Regions from separate parts of the Mus musculus genome. Here region 1 is linked to region 2. The links are chromatin contacts, called in public targeted proximity ligation maps. All regions are on one chromosome and are shown on one strand. The core of a region is the stretch at or near the end of the contact, and the rest is flanking DNA. Distances in the headings are between cores, read along the strand shown. Region 1 overlaps Cpeb3 (cytoplasmic polyadenylation element binding protein 3). Region 2 holds the start of A330032B11Rik (RIKEN cDNA A330032B11 gene).

Region 1 (6,832 bases), core at 2,836-5,335, 150 kb before region 2:
CCTAGAGGAAGAATGCTGCAGAGGGGCCTAAAAGAAGCTTGGATAGGCAGGCAGACACCAAAATAACAAAAAGCAAGAAGAAAAGCTGGATGGCTGCATGCCCAGGTCAGAAAAACTCACCGCAGAGCTCAGCAACCAGGAGCAAAGAACTGGCATAAAAAAAGACCCATGGCTGCCTGCAAATACACTCTGCTTATTGCTTGAGTTTTCTTCAATGGAGAAGGGACAGTCTCCAAAACTCGGGTCTATATGCTTTAAAAATATCTATAGATACATGAGTGTGTGTGTATGACACCGTGCACATTTTAGCTTGTTCATGAATATATATTCTAAACTAAAATAATAAAACTTAGAAGGAAGCACGGGGCTTGGGATGTGGCTCAGTTGGCAAAAGCATGTGTAGCAGGCAGGAAGCCCTGGCTTTCATTCCCAGCATGGCGGCAAACGCCGGTGCTCACAACACTCAGCAGGCAGAAGCAGCAAGGGAATTTCAAGGTCATCCTTGGCTACCTACTGCGTTAGCCTGGGCTACATGAGACCCTGACTCCAAAGTATAAAAAAAATAAAAGGTTGAACATGGTTTCTTAGACATGACATTTGTGACATCTCAAGGGTAGCTAAGGCAGGAGCTTGAGGAGAAACTGCAGGGTCACATTCAGCTAGTTTTACACACACACACACACACACACACACACACACACCCCTACTTACCTACCTACCTTACTAGCTTGCTCCTAAGCTCCTAGGCTCACCGGCAGCTAGTTTTACAGCCCAGGCCCACCTGCGTAGGGATGTTACTGCCCACAGTGGGCTGGGTCCTGCTTCTACAAGTAACAATTAAGAAAATGCCCAGCAGATACACACACTGGCTAGTCCGATGGAGGCTATGCTTCAGTTGAGGTTCTCTCTTCTCAGCTATGGCAGATTAACAAGATTAGCCAACACAACTTCCTTTGCAATATCCTTTATTAACCAGCAAACCCTTTATAAGCCCGGAAAGTGGGTTGTGTGAACCCAAGCTTAAAGCTGCTCAGTTAGAAGCTGAGACTAGCAACTGGCATCTAAAACGTGGGAAGATGGAGGTAGCCTTGAGGGCTGACTGAGCTCTCAACCTGTGAAAGCTGATGCTATCTCTAGGCAGGTAGTGAGTGGCAGAACTAAATTGAAGAAGCTCCCAGCTGTGGCCACTGCAGGTTACCACACACCTGATTGTCAGGAGCAACTTGGGTTTCAGATTGTGGGGGGCATATCTATCATTCCAATAGTTTGGAGGTTGGAGCCGGAGTTGTTGCATGCTCTAAGCTAGTCTGGGCTACATGGCTCGTACCAGACCAGCCAGGGTTAAGACCCTGTCCTAAAAAGAATTAAACAATGCACACAAAAGGCAAAGGAATACGCAAAAAGATGCTCTTCATCTTTTGGTGAAGACCTACACAAGGCTCTTTAAAAAAAAAAAAAAAGCGGGTGCACATTGGTGATGGATGCTTCTGGAAAGCATCCCCTCCGCCCTCCTCCACCGGCTCCAACAGTCGGGGCCAGTGCTGACCAGCCGCCTGCCACCCACCAGCCCATCAGTGCTGAATGACCAAACAAACCCACAAGTTTCTGTCTCAAAGACACCTTCGCATACTTCCTCCCGCTTCAAGTGGCAGGGCAGCACATCAGAACCTTTTCCTGAAGGGACTAGTGCGGGTGTCCAAGGCAAATGGGCACCCTGAAGAGAGGACTCAATTTGTTCCTTAACGTGTGGCTGTTCGTAGACTTCAAAGGGGGCCCACCTTGGAGCGGTGCGACGGGCTCCACGGCTGCAAGCGGCCCACAGCCACTGCCATTCGTGGAGAACTTGAGTGGCCGTGGTTGTAGCCACTCAAGGTAAGGCTAGCACTCTTACCTGCAGGGCTGGGACCGGGGAATCCAACCCACGACCGTCTAGGACACGTAGAGGGTGACTTGGGCTGAGGAGTGGGCGGGGCCACGTGGGGGCGGCAACCAGACACAGAGGCCCCGCCTCCCGAGACGCCCTTCCGGCCCTCTTCCCTCCCCATCCCGAACTACGTAATGGACCATGTGAGGTGGGGGTGGGGGTAGGGAGCCCGGAGCACTACAGTCCCGCATGCTCGACCCCAAGCCTTAGTACCGATATGAACCGCCCTGTGTTGGGTTCCGCATCCTTTTCCCAGAGAAAGCGTGCAGCAAGACCAGAATCCGCCAATTTTTTTCCAAAGCCCCATTTTCTGAAAAACCTTAGGAGACGTTGGTATCCTTGTGAAAACATAAGATGATGATACTCTTTCACAACAGTTCTGGTTAAGGAATTAGGCCTCAAATGGCAATGGACTGGCAATGAAAACATAAGGCATCAGGTGGGGTGTGTGTGTGTGTGTGTGTGTGTGTGTGTGTGTGTGTGTGTGTGTGTGTGTGTGTGTGTGAATAGCTCAGGGGCAGGGCTTAAATTTACCTTGCCGGAGGCCTAGAAAGCCATCAACAGCACCGCCCCCCACCCCCCATGTGTATCACTTGAACCCACAAGTACCTTTCTGTTTCAAATTTCCTTGTGCGTTTGAAAGTGTGGGCTCTGAGAGAGTGAACTCTGGTGGAATATGTGAGCTGTTTGAAGACCTGGGGTTTTTGTTTTGTATGGTGCAAGTTAGGATTTCCTGATGGATGTAAACAGACGGAGATCGTCCTGAGCAAAAGATGACACGTGTCAGTGCTTCGTACAACTAGATTTAATAAGTTGTTATTACAGAAAAAAAAAGTCCAAACTACAAAGTTTAAGCAGTTAAGCGGTAGCTGCGAGCGCTCCACGTTCAGTCACAGTAGCGAATCCATACAAGCAGTGTTAGTCCAAGCCCCAGGGCAGAAGCCGAGGAAGGGTTACCAGCAAAAAAACAATCCAAGAGAACAGGTAGGAAAAGATACAGTACATTTAAAATTAGTCGTTAGTTGAAAATCAAATACAGAGATCTGAGCTGTGAACATCTAAAATCATGTCCATCATTGCCACGGCGAAAATACAAACACCTACTACTTTATACCCCCAACAGCACTAATGTCCAGGAGCAGGCATTCTCGTGAGCACCCAAACTCTCTGAGTCCCAATGAACTATTGTAATCTTACAAAGTCAACATAACATTCCTGGATCCACTTCCTGACCCACTCTGGGGTATAAAGTCAACGGTATCAATTATAAAATACTCTGGTGGGATGGAAACTATGGCAGCTGAGTTTGACAAGTTTGGATATTAGAAAAGAAAAGAGAAATGTTAGCAGACACAGCATACAAACCAGCGAGAGAGGATTGTCCATACACATAAGCCAGTTTTAACAAAAAGACACTTTTTTTTGTTATCACTAATCTGTGACTACCCTTTCATTCAAACCTGGCAAGCTGAGATGTCACAATACTCAAAATATCTAGGTAGGAGCTTTACCCAGTTAAATGCCACTTTGTTGCTAATATAATAGATAAAATGAAAACTAGCAGTTATTTGCTAATTGCATAAATGCAGTACACTGCATTAGCCCATGCCTCACTAACAAGCGATAAAACACAAGATATAGGCAGAGACCTACGCATAATCTATACCACTAAACAATAATTTCCCCAATTTCTCCTGTCCCTAATCATTTATTTGTAGTTAATGTAAAATTCCAACCAATAGGACCCAATTTGAGTTAAAATTTTACATCACAACTTGATCTAATCTATATATTATTTACAAAACTGAATACATAGAGCGAACCCAAGAGCCACCTCTGGACACACGCTTATCTGTTATTGATTGACCTCTCTCCACTTCAACAGAACTAGAAGAGGCCACCAACAACTAGCAGAAATGCACCATCTATGTAGAGCAAGTCCCTGGATGTTCTGTTTACACAACACCGGCTCTGCACTCAGATGTCTCTGCAGTAACTGCAGTGCCTTGGCAACAGCTGCCTTCCACAGTGCACACGGGGGGGGGGGGGGGCAGACGGTGTGGGGGGGGGACTGAAGAAGCAGCAGCAGGAAGGCAGACAGATCATGCACAGAGTGGCCCAATGTCACCCCAAGGAAAGGCAAGCAAGGGGCCCCATTACAGAGAACAGATGGGGAGTGAGAAAGATGCAGCTAACACAGACAGTGGTGACCCTGTGCTTCCCCAGGCCTGCTGCCAGCCCTGCCTGGGGACACATCAGGTGAGGCATTCAAGTCCTGCCGCATACAAGGTGGAGTCTTCTCACACATGTCACCACTGTGCATGAGAGTGAAAGATCTGGGGCGGAAGGCGGAAGGCACCAGCTCATACATACACTGACAGCAGTAGGTGGTGGATTCTCATTCTCTCTCTCTCTCTCTCTCTCTCTCTCTCTCTCTGTCTCTCTCTGTCTCTCTCTCTCTCTCTCACTCGCACGCACACACACACACACACACACACACACACACACACACACGAAGCACATTTTAGGGAAAGCACTGGACACTGCTGGCCGAGCTAGGCTTCACACCCAATGCTATTTCAGGAGGGGTGACTTCGTTATCTGGCCACGGATTTGGCTGCTTGGCTGCATCTGGTGTTGTATAAACCCACTGTGACATCCTTAGAGACCTGTACTGTGACATCCCTAGTCTTACACTGAACACTGTAATAAAGGAAAAGGCTTGTTGAGATCTCGCACGTTCTGCTCATTCTGTCGTTTTATTATCCAATTGTCCGTTACAGTCCCAGTCACGTTACAGAACCAACCGTTTCCACCCTTGTCATATTGTAAACCACATCGGCAAGTTAATACATAAAGCTTTGCATTTCAAAAAACTAGACACTTTAGTAACAATATTACAAAGGTTTTTAGCTTCAAAAATAACTGAAATGAAAAAAATAAACCTTTAAAGAATTAGCATCATAAAATTAATTTATTCCAAGTAAAAATACAAAATAATATTATGACGTTGACCAGATATGAAAGTCCCTCCCAGAAACAACTCTAGTAATGATTGAGAAAGCACTCCTTAAAGAAAATACGAAATAAAATGAAAAATATGTAAATATGTTTAATTTTTTTTCTTAGCAAAAAATCTTTCTAAAAATAACAATGAAAATTTGTCTCAGTACAAAGGCTACGTTACTATTGAAAAAATACCAGCATGAGGGAAAGGTACATATTTGACAGTAGAAAATGAGTTCTGTGAGTCACAATGTCTAAAGTCTGCAATGAAAATAAGTCTGCAATAAAGGTTTAGGCCTTTTTTCTTGTCTTTTTTTTCTATTTTTTATACAAACAGTACAAACAGTATTGCACATAACAACAAAGAGTCGAGGTTAGTTACAGCCTTCAAAAAATCCACTAGTTCAAGTGTCCCATCAAGGAAAGGCCACAGCAGGACCTGTGTTACCCAGGGGCTTCCCAGTCAAGTTGCAGGGCAGAACACCTCTGTGTTTTTTTTAAAAAATAATTTTTTTGAAGGACCCTCTCTTTTAATATAACATTAAGAACTTGGGGGGGGGGCACATTTATTTACAAAACAAAAGGGAACATGTTATAATTTAATAAACTAAAAAAGTTCTCTTTAAAAAAATACAAACAGAAGAGCTCTTTCACAGTCCTGGCCAGTCACACGATCAACACTTGATTATAAATATACAAATTAAGGGAAAGCAGTTTCCTCAGTCACAGCCCTCAGCACCAAGTGGAGTCTCTGACAACCTGGTCTCTGCGACACTGTGGCCTTCGCGCTAGCTTACACTGCGCAGTCTTCTGGCTCCTCTAGAGCTCAGGGTTATTTTAGTACATGAAAGAGGGGTGCTTCTTCCAAACATTTGCATGTTTCACATAATTAGGTAGATTTCTGTAGGTTAGATATGATCTTTAATATTATAGTTATAAAGCTCTAACTTCTTCATTTTCAAAAAACACAAATAAGCATGAAAAAAATAAAGTTACCCATCTGTTAAATCATTTTCTTGCAGAATTAAATTAATATATATTTTCTGAATAAACTTACTTAGAAAATATCATTTTCTTTCCTATATTTCAAAATTGAGGTATTGCAAAAGATCATGTCAGTCAGAAAGCATGCCTTTTTCCTTAGAAACAAACAAGCGAAAATCATCAGCCAACTTTTGAAAACGTTCTAGAATATAAAAAGTAGTAGTGCGTAACAAAATTTCCCATACAGATGAAAACAAAGTAAAACACAAACATAGAAAAAGGAACCAAAGCAAAGCAAAGCACATCTGGGCTGCAGGAAAGCAGTATTACCAAAGGGTCCAGGGGAAACCCGAAAGGGGGAGGGGTCTAATAGGCATCTTTTAATTCAGTAAAAAACTATTCTGTTTCTCCATTTTTTTTTTTTTGAAAACAAACTGTAGCTGGAGAGCCAGTATTCACAATTAAACACTGGAGAGAAAAAGAGAAAAAAAAGAACCAACTATAACAAAACCACACAACAGTAACTTCAAGACAGAACAAGGACATCACAGCACAAAAGACACATTGACTTCTGTCTACTCTGCAGTGCCACATCCAGTCAGATTGTCCCCAGAATGCAAAACAAAGGAAGAAGGGTTTAAAAAGCAAGCGTTACAGAGTCTTGCAATCACCACGTGTCTCCGTTACTCTCTGCAGCCCAGGAGTGAACACTAAAAGGTCCGCGCTAGCACGAGCAGGGCTTCACTCTAGTCAAGCTATACAGGATGCATCCAGGGAACTAAGCAGTGACCGTCTCACAGAAGGCCCCTCTGCCCAGGCTGGCTCGCTTGGTGCAGACATTTCTTTAGCATCACCCTTACGTGGCCTCCTTAGCTATGTGCCTCCGTGTCAGTCTGCCGACTTATTCTAGACACTGTG
Region 2 (6,487 bases), core at 504-3,003:
AAAGAGAAACTGTCAAGGCAGCAGCCCCTCCTTCCAAGTACCAACTACAGCAGAACCTGTCCTGCTCACCTCCCTCTGCCTACAGAACTAATCCCAGTCATGAAAATCAACTTTAGAATGGAAAGAAGCAAGATATGAAAGTGGTAGCAGGAGTCTGCAGCCCAGGAGGTGGAGGCAGGAGGCTCGGGAGTTGAAGGTCATCCTCAGCAATCAGCAGGAGCTCATCTAAAACTGTGCCTTACTATTCAAATGCCCTGTTCCTGGAGGACCCTTCTGAAAGCATGTGAGAGCCTTGCTCACTGCAGCCTCTACTTAGGACTAAGAGTGTGTTCAACATGAGCAGGAACTAGGTACCAGCCTGAGCACCACCCAGAAAAACCCAAACCCAAACAACAAAACTCTCCTAAACACAATTTAGAGCTTTCATGGGTCTCCTTCAACTGTTCAAAACAAAAATTCTGGCTCTAGCCCAGAGACATCCTTTCAATAATCCCATTTCCTTCGAAATGATACAACCCACCCCCCAAACATCGGAAAGGTAAAAACCAGCAAACTGACGGCTCCATCTGTGCCAGGTTGAGAGCCTTCAACCTCTGTCAAACTGCCAGGCTAGCGTCTGTCAGCGGGGGCCGAAGGATTCCTTTTCTTTCCTTTTTGAGACAAGATCTTGTAAGAAACACAGACCGAGCTGGAAGTCCCAATCTCATCGTCCAGCCTTGGTGGTGAACTACAAGCTGTAACCACCACACCCAGCCTTTCTCTTGTAGGGAAGCTTATGGCCAAATCACTTCACAGGCCCAGGGTAAGTGCCTATTAGACAGCAAAGGTTCCCAATGAACACACACACTCAGTTCCCCTTTCTGATCCAAAGGCCCAGGATCCTGTCTACTGCTGTGGCTACAGACCACATGAAAAAGCAACAGAAACAAGGACACTTTGTCCATTCAATCTTTTCGTCCGGGGCACTTCCTGGATTTTTCATTGGCATTTAATACCGAGGGACAAGACTCATTTTTCATTAAAGTTGCAAGACTTTCACTTTGCCCAGTTTCAAATGGTGTAATTGATCTGCATTGTCTTAAATAACCCAACTGGTGAAGGACACTGCAGCTTTAAATATTTCAGTGCTAGTTAGCAAATAGACTCCATTGCAATATGGCTCTGAAGGTCGTGTCCTATTGTCTCTCTCCTCTGGGGGAAAAATTTTTTTTAAACCTTCTTTTAAGTAACATGGGACTAGTTCTCCCTAAAATTTCCACTCTTTCCACTTCGATCCCTTATAGTTCCGGGTATTCATTGGATTCTCACACTCGTAATTTTCCTGCCAGGGCAATATGCTGATTATTAATGATTCCAGCACCTTAGACATAAACACATGGGTTCACATTAGTTTAGTTGGGCATAGGCAACTATTTGAAATAGCACCACTCAAAGGCTGTTAACAAACCAGGGTGATTTGGGCGTGAATGGCTTTTGGTCCGCACCTTGAGCCTAGTATTGCGTAACCTGAAAATGTGTAGCTACTTAAAATGATAGGAATCTCAGCCTACTCCTCCTGGGACTACTCCCGCACCTGACTATACACTTGCGGCTTAATTTGTCAAAGAAGGCCAAAATAAAAAGCACAAGCACAGTGAAGGAGGAAATGAACTGGGGGAAAAAAGCCCTTTCCTACCCTCAAGCAGTCACAATGTCCACTCAACTTCGCCCCCACCCCCACCCAGATTGGATGGAATGGACCCGGTGAACCAGAGGATTTGGAGGGTGCTGGAATTTGCTGTGCCTTCTAAATAACAGCGAGTGGACCAATTAAAATAACTAGGAAGAGGGGAGAAACATGCGAGAAGAAGGAGTGTGCAAGAGCACAGGGACTTTACCTGAAAAGGCAACAGATTGTTACCATTATCGGTCCGGAAAGCGTTATCCTCCATCCAGGACTTGGAGGTGAGCGGGGCTGCACGAGGGAACTTGGGTGGAGCGATCACATTGCTGGAGAAGGGCTTTTTGAGCGGCGAGATGGGGTTAAGCGGGGAGGGTACCCCCACACCTACACCCACGCCCACGCCGACCGCGCGGCGAGGGTCTCGGCCCGCCTGCAGGCCACCCCACGGGTTGGACGGAGCACTCCAGGCGGCGTTCACGCTCTGGTGCGTGTTCCAGCTGGACGAGGCCGAAGAGGCAGCGGCCGCGGCCGCAGCAGCCGCGACCGCCGAGGATGAGGACGGCTTGCTGGTCATGATGGGCTGGTGGCCGTAGGCAGCGGCGCTCCTCTGCGCATAGGGCGCCTGGCTGGGGCTGGCGGGCGAGCGGCGTTGCTGCGAGGGCTGCGCCTGCGGGGGCTGCGCGGGCTGCGGCGGCTGCGGCGCGGGCGGTGGAGGCTGCTGATGGTGCTGGGTCTGCGCCAGGCCGATCTGCGGCGAGAAGGTGCCTCCGAAGACCGGGTTGACGTGGTGCGGGAAGTTTTGGAAGAGCATGGTCCCGTTGACTGGGGTGATCCCCTGGAAGAAGCTGTCCTCCACCGCGTTTGTAGTGCCTGTGGACCAGGTGCTGCCGAAGGACGGCGACAGCGACGCTCCGGGCGCCGTGGGCTCCTGCGGCGGCGGCGGCTGCTGAGGGGGCTGATGGAAACTCAAGCCCGGCAGGAGCGGCGACTCCATCTGCATCTTGTCGGGGCCGTTGGGGGCTGGCGGAGCCGAGGCGGGGCTGAGGGCCGGCACTGCGCTACTGTCTTCGGGCTTGGGGATCTCTGAGGAGAGGGGCGTGGACGGGGCTTCAGCTGCGCCGGGCTCGGGCTGGAGCTGTTGCTGCTGCTGCTGCTGCTGCCGCTGCTGCTGCTGAGACTGGGGCTGGGTTTTGCTTTTGTCCATCAGTAAATCATCCTGCATGGTTTGCGCAGCTGAAACGGGAAGAAAGAGAGATGCGTTATTGTCAGTGTGATCATGAATGCCCCTCACTGAAGCGGGCGGGTGTTTTACTTGCGAAAATCCAGTGCCACCGCCACTAGCCAATTGCAATGCAAATCCATAATCTCGCATTTAGAAGAACAAGTCGGGCTGGGAGGGGGGTGGGGGGAGCTGGAGGGATCGAGCAAGGTCTCTAAAAATACTGTGAGAGCGTCTTCACCCTTTCTGACGTCTCGGCCCCTTTTCTGTGTTAGTGAGAGATGTGCTTATAAGACAGAAAGACAGCAATTTCGCCACGTCTCTTTTCCCTTCACCGGAACTCAGAGCGTTCACCCTGCAATGAGAAACTGATTCTGGTTCCTGTTTTTTCCCAAGCACCACCCTCCCCCAGTTATTTGCATACGTCAATAAATAGTGCTGCGTCCTTCAGCAAGGTTAAAAAGACTTGGTACACGACCCTCTTTCCCCCTTCCCCAGCTGGAGCACTTAGAAACCATTTTTTAAGCCGACTTAGCCCTCTTGATTAGCAAACTGCCTTCTTGCCTCGGATGATTGTTTCATTTGGCTGCAGCGAACCTCGAGAGACAAAATCTTTGGCATTTGTTGGAAGAACTCAGCTGCACAATCATTCTCTGGCCTCTCCGTAGCGGCAGCTACTCCATTTTGTTAGGAGACGTTTTAATATAAAAGAAACCTCAGTTTTTAGAAAAATGAAAATCGCCGGGCGTGGTGGCGCATGCTTGAAATCCTAGTACTCTGAGGGAGAGGCAGAAGGATCAAAAATTCAAGGTCAGGCTTAACTATTTAGCCAGTTCGAGTCCAGCCTGGTATATAAGAAACCTGACTTTAAAAAAAGAAAGAAAGAAAAGAAAAGAAGTAAAAGAAAAGAAAAAAACCTACTGAAACGTTTAGAAGTGTTTGCTTCTTATTACTCTAAGGATTGTGGGTTTTCTGCTTATTCTCCGATTTTCTCCTCTCCAGTTCTGCCGCCCAAGTGATTTACTGGCTTCTTGGCATTTCAGGTCTCTACGGGAGCCTGAGAAATTCTCTGCAGAGTGGAGAAATGCTTCTGCTTGGATTTGAGGTCAGAGGGAGGAAGGTGGGGAGTGAGGAGGGGAGGGGAGGGAGTCTGTGAGATGGAGAGGGGGCGGGACTTTAAAAATGCATCTGAGATTTAAGTAGACAGTCAAGATAATTCTGGGGTTGCCAGATTTTCATTTTTGAATCCTCCTGCTGCTGCCTCGGTCACAAGACTGGCAAATTTAGAATCCATTCTTTTATCACTAGTATTAGCAATGAAAGACTATGGTTTGACGACCCTGAATTACCATATGCTAGCAACTGTTAAAAATAGAGGAGTACAAAGTCCCAAATTCTCATACATTGTAATTATAGTGCATTACCCTCACTGCTTCATTTAGCCATATAAGGAGTGTATGGTATTTTCCACTTCACATAGCAGGGCTATATTCACCTATGTCATACAACCTGTTTTCTTACTCAAGGGTGAAAACAGTAATCATTCAAAACCAAGAGATTTCCATGCATGTAGTTATCATTGAATGAGCTTGTCTCAGAATATGTTTAATTGCTTTAAATATCTGAATATTACAGGGCTGAGACCTTGCAAACAAATATTTTGAAATTTTAAAGGAGCTATGACCAAACATATAATTATTTTTAGATGATGATTCAGTATAATTGCAATAAAGTTATTAATATATTTAATATAGTTAATTAACTCATATACTGGAGAAGCATCTTCCTTGGGACATTTGTAAAGGGCATTCAGACACACACACAACAGTTCTGCCTTTGGACTATTCAAAATAACAACTCTTAAAATGGAGGTGGTATCGCTCTTAACTATTACACAAAGGATAACAGACAAGAAGTTGGATTCACAGTTCTTTTTTTATTAAAGCTATGATTAAAGTACTTAACAGATACCATCTTTCAAAGTTTTATATACGAAGAGCATAGTGAGCTTCAGGAAACACCACTTCTCTCAGCCGCCTTACTTTCCTTTTTATTCCTCTCTTCCCCTCTCCTAAAAAAAAAAAAAAAAAAAAAAAAAAAAACCCAGCCCAGTATAATAGAGCATGCACCAGGGATTGCCTGCTACTATCAATAAAGCCTGCTTCAGATTGCTTTTCTTTTCCTCAGTTCCCTCTATCTGGAACAATGGCTTTGATTAGTGTTATAAATAGAGCACAGAGAGGAGAGTGGACCTTGGAGTCAGACAGCACGAAGTTCCATCCCTGCCAAAGAGGGTGGTCACAGAGTCATCTCCTACCTCCTCCTTACGGTGCTGCAGTAGACCATTGTACCTCTGGAATTTGAGTGCTTTGATAAGCTAGAACTTTCTTTACAATAGCTTTATCATCATGGCTGAAATATGTACTGGATTATAATTTTAGTATCACCCAGCTATTCTCATTGCTTGTAGTCAACACTTTTGTTAATGCCTTTAGCTTAAACTGCATTAAAACCCCAAGCCAAAAAGTAACCTAGGCTTAGAATATTTTATAATGGCTTTAATTAATAGTAACACTATAACATTAAATTCTCAAAATATTCTAACAAAACACTCCATGTTTTTCAGAATGCTCTTTAAAAATAATACAAATTTAACTTTCTGTATTAAATTCACTCGGTCAAGGTCAAGACCCACCTTTTAATATGATCTTTTAAACAAAAGCTAAGTCAGTGACTAATATAAAATTTACAAAGTCAATATGTAACATCCTTAAATAACTGCCTGTATAATTTGATTTGGAGGTTTTTTTTTCTTTGCTTATATATAGCAAAGTCTGAGAAATAGATTCCTGTTTCCCCTCCCCCACCGCACACAATAGACCGGCTTTTACATGCAATTGCCCAATTTCAAGTAACAAATTCATAGCAGCAGTTACCTTTAAGTGTCCAGTTTTTAAAGATCGATAAAATTGAAAAAAAAATGAATAGTATTTATTTCTTCTTTCGGGTTGATTATGTGACCGCTCTGGAAAAGCACTTTGACAACTGTAAGAAGAGTGGGCATGCGCACACAGAGAACTGTGGGGGCTGAAGTCCTTCACACGGTACTCTGCCTCTGCCCGGCTTCAGCACGTTCAGTCAGGAAAGGAGGAAGCCTCGTAAATACAGATTCCAAGGGGGAGAGTTTGTGCCCGGATTATATTATCGCTTCCTAACCAACATAAATCAGGAGTTGTTGAAATAAAAGAAGGAAAAATAAACTGGATTGTCAACTTGATTTAGGAAGCAAGGCTAAAAGAGAAAGTAGATTGTAAGACTCGGAATAAATAGATCCAGCAGAGCTACCTTAAATGGTATTATGATGGTAATGCCTGGGTAGCCAGCAATAGGAACCCTAGCCGAGAGAAAGAGATCAGGGTGTGGAAGAAAAAGAATAGATGGAGAACTACTAGGGAATGAAAACACTTAAAGCCCCCATCCCTGCTGCTTTCCTGGCACAGCAGACAAGACAAGACTACATACACTAGGCTAATCTGGATCCTCCAGCCTCGACCTCCTAAAAGCTGGGATTATAGATATGTACTGCCACACCTGCCTAAAGGAAA

The links.
Region 1: a targeted proximity ligation map of heart atrium shows a contact between it and region 2, with 7 read pairs. A contact is called at or near these places in 1 of 39 promoter capture datasets (neural stem cells), 3 of 484 Hi-C or Micro-C datasets (bone marrow-derived macrophages, cortical neurons and forebrain), 12 of 130 datasets of targeted methods (the NIH/3T3 cell line, SST interneurons, bone marrow-derived macrophages and 7 more) and 4 of 9 other capture datasets (adipose tissue, embryonic stem cells, liver and 1 more).

The regions. Positions count from the first base shown.
Region 1 is chr19:37,016,631-37,023,462 of GRCm38.p6, forward strand. It overlaps Cpeb3 (cytoplasmic polyadenylation element binding protein 3), which reads right to left. Exons shown (of 11, transcript NM_001290827.1): 11 at 4,661-6,832. Among named protein-coding and RNA genes, the nearest start is that of Btaf1, 94 kb to the left of the region's middle.
Region 2 is chr19:37,172,090-37,178,576 of GRCm38.p6, forward strand. It overlaps A330032B11Rik (RIKEN cDNA A330032B11 gene), which reads left to right and starts at 1,754. Exons shown (of 3, transcript NR_045329.1): 1 at 1,754-1,944; 2 at 3,926-3,987. Cpeb3 (cytoplasmic polyadenylation element binding protein 3) reads right to left here. Exons shown (of 11, transcript NM_001290827.1): 2 at 1,878-2,896. The coding sequence starts at 2,885.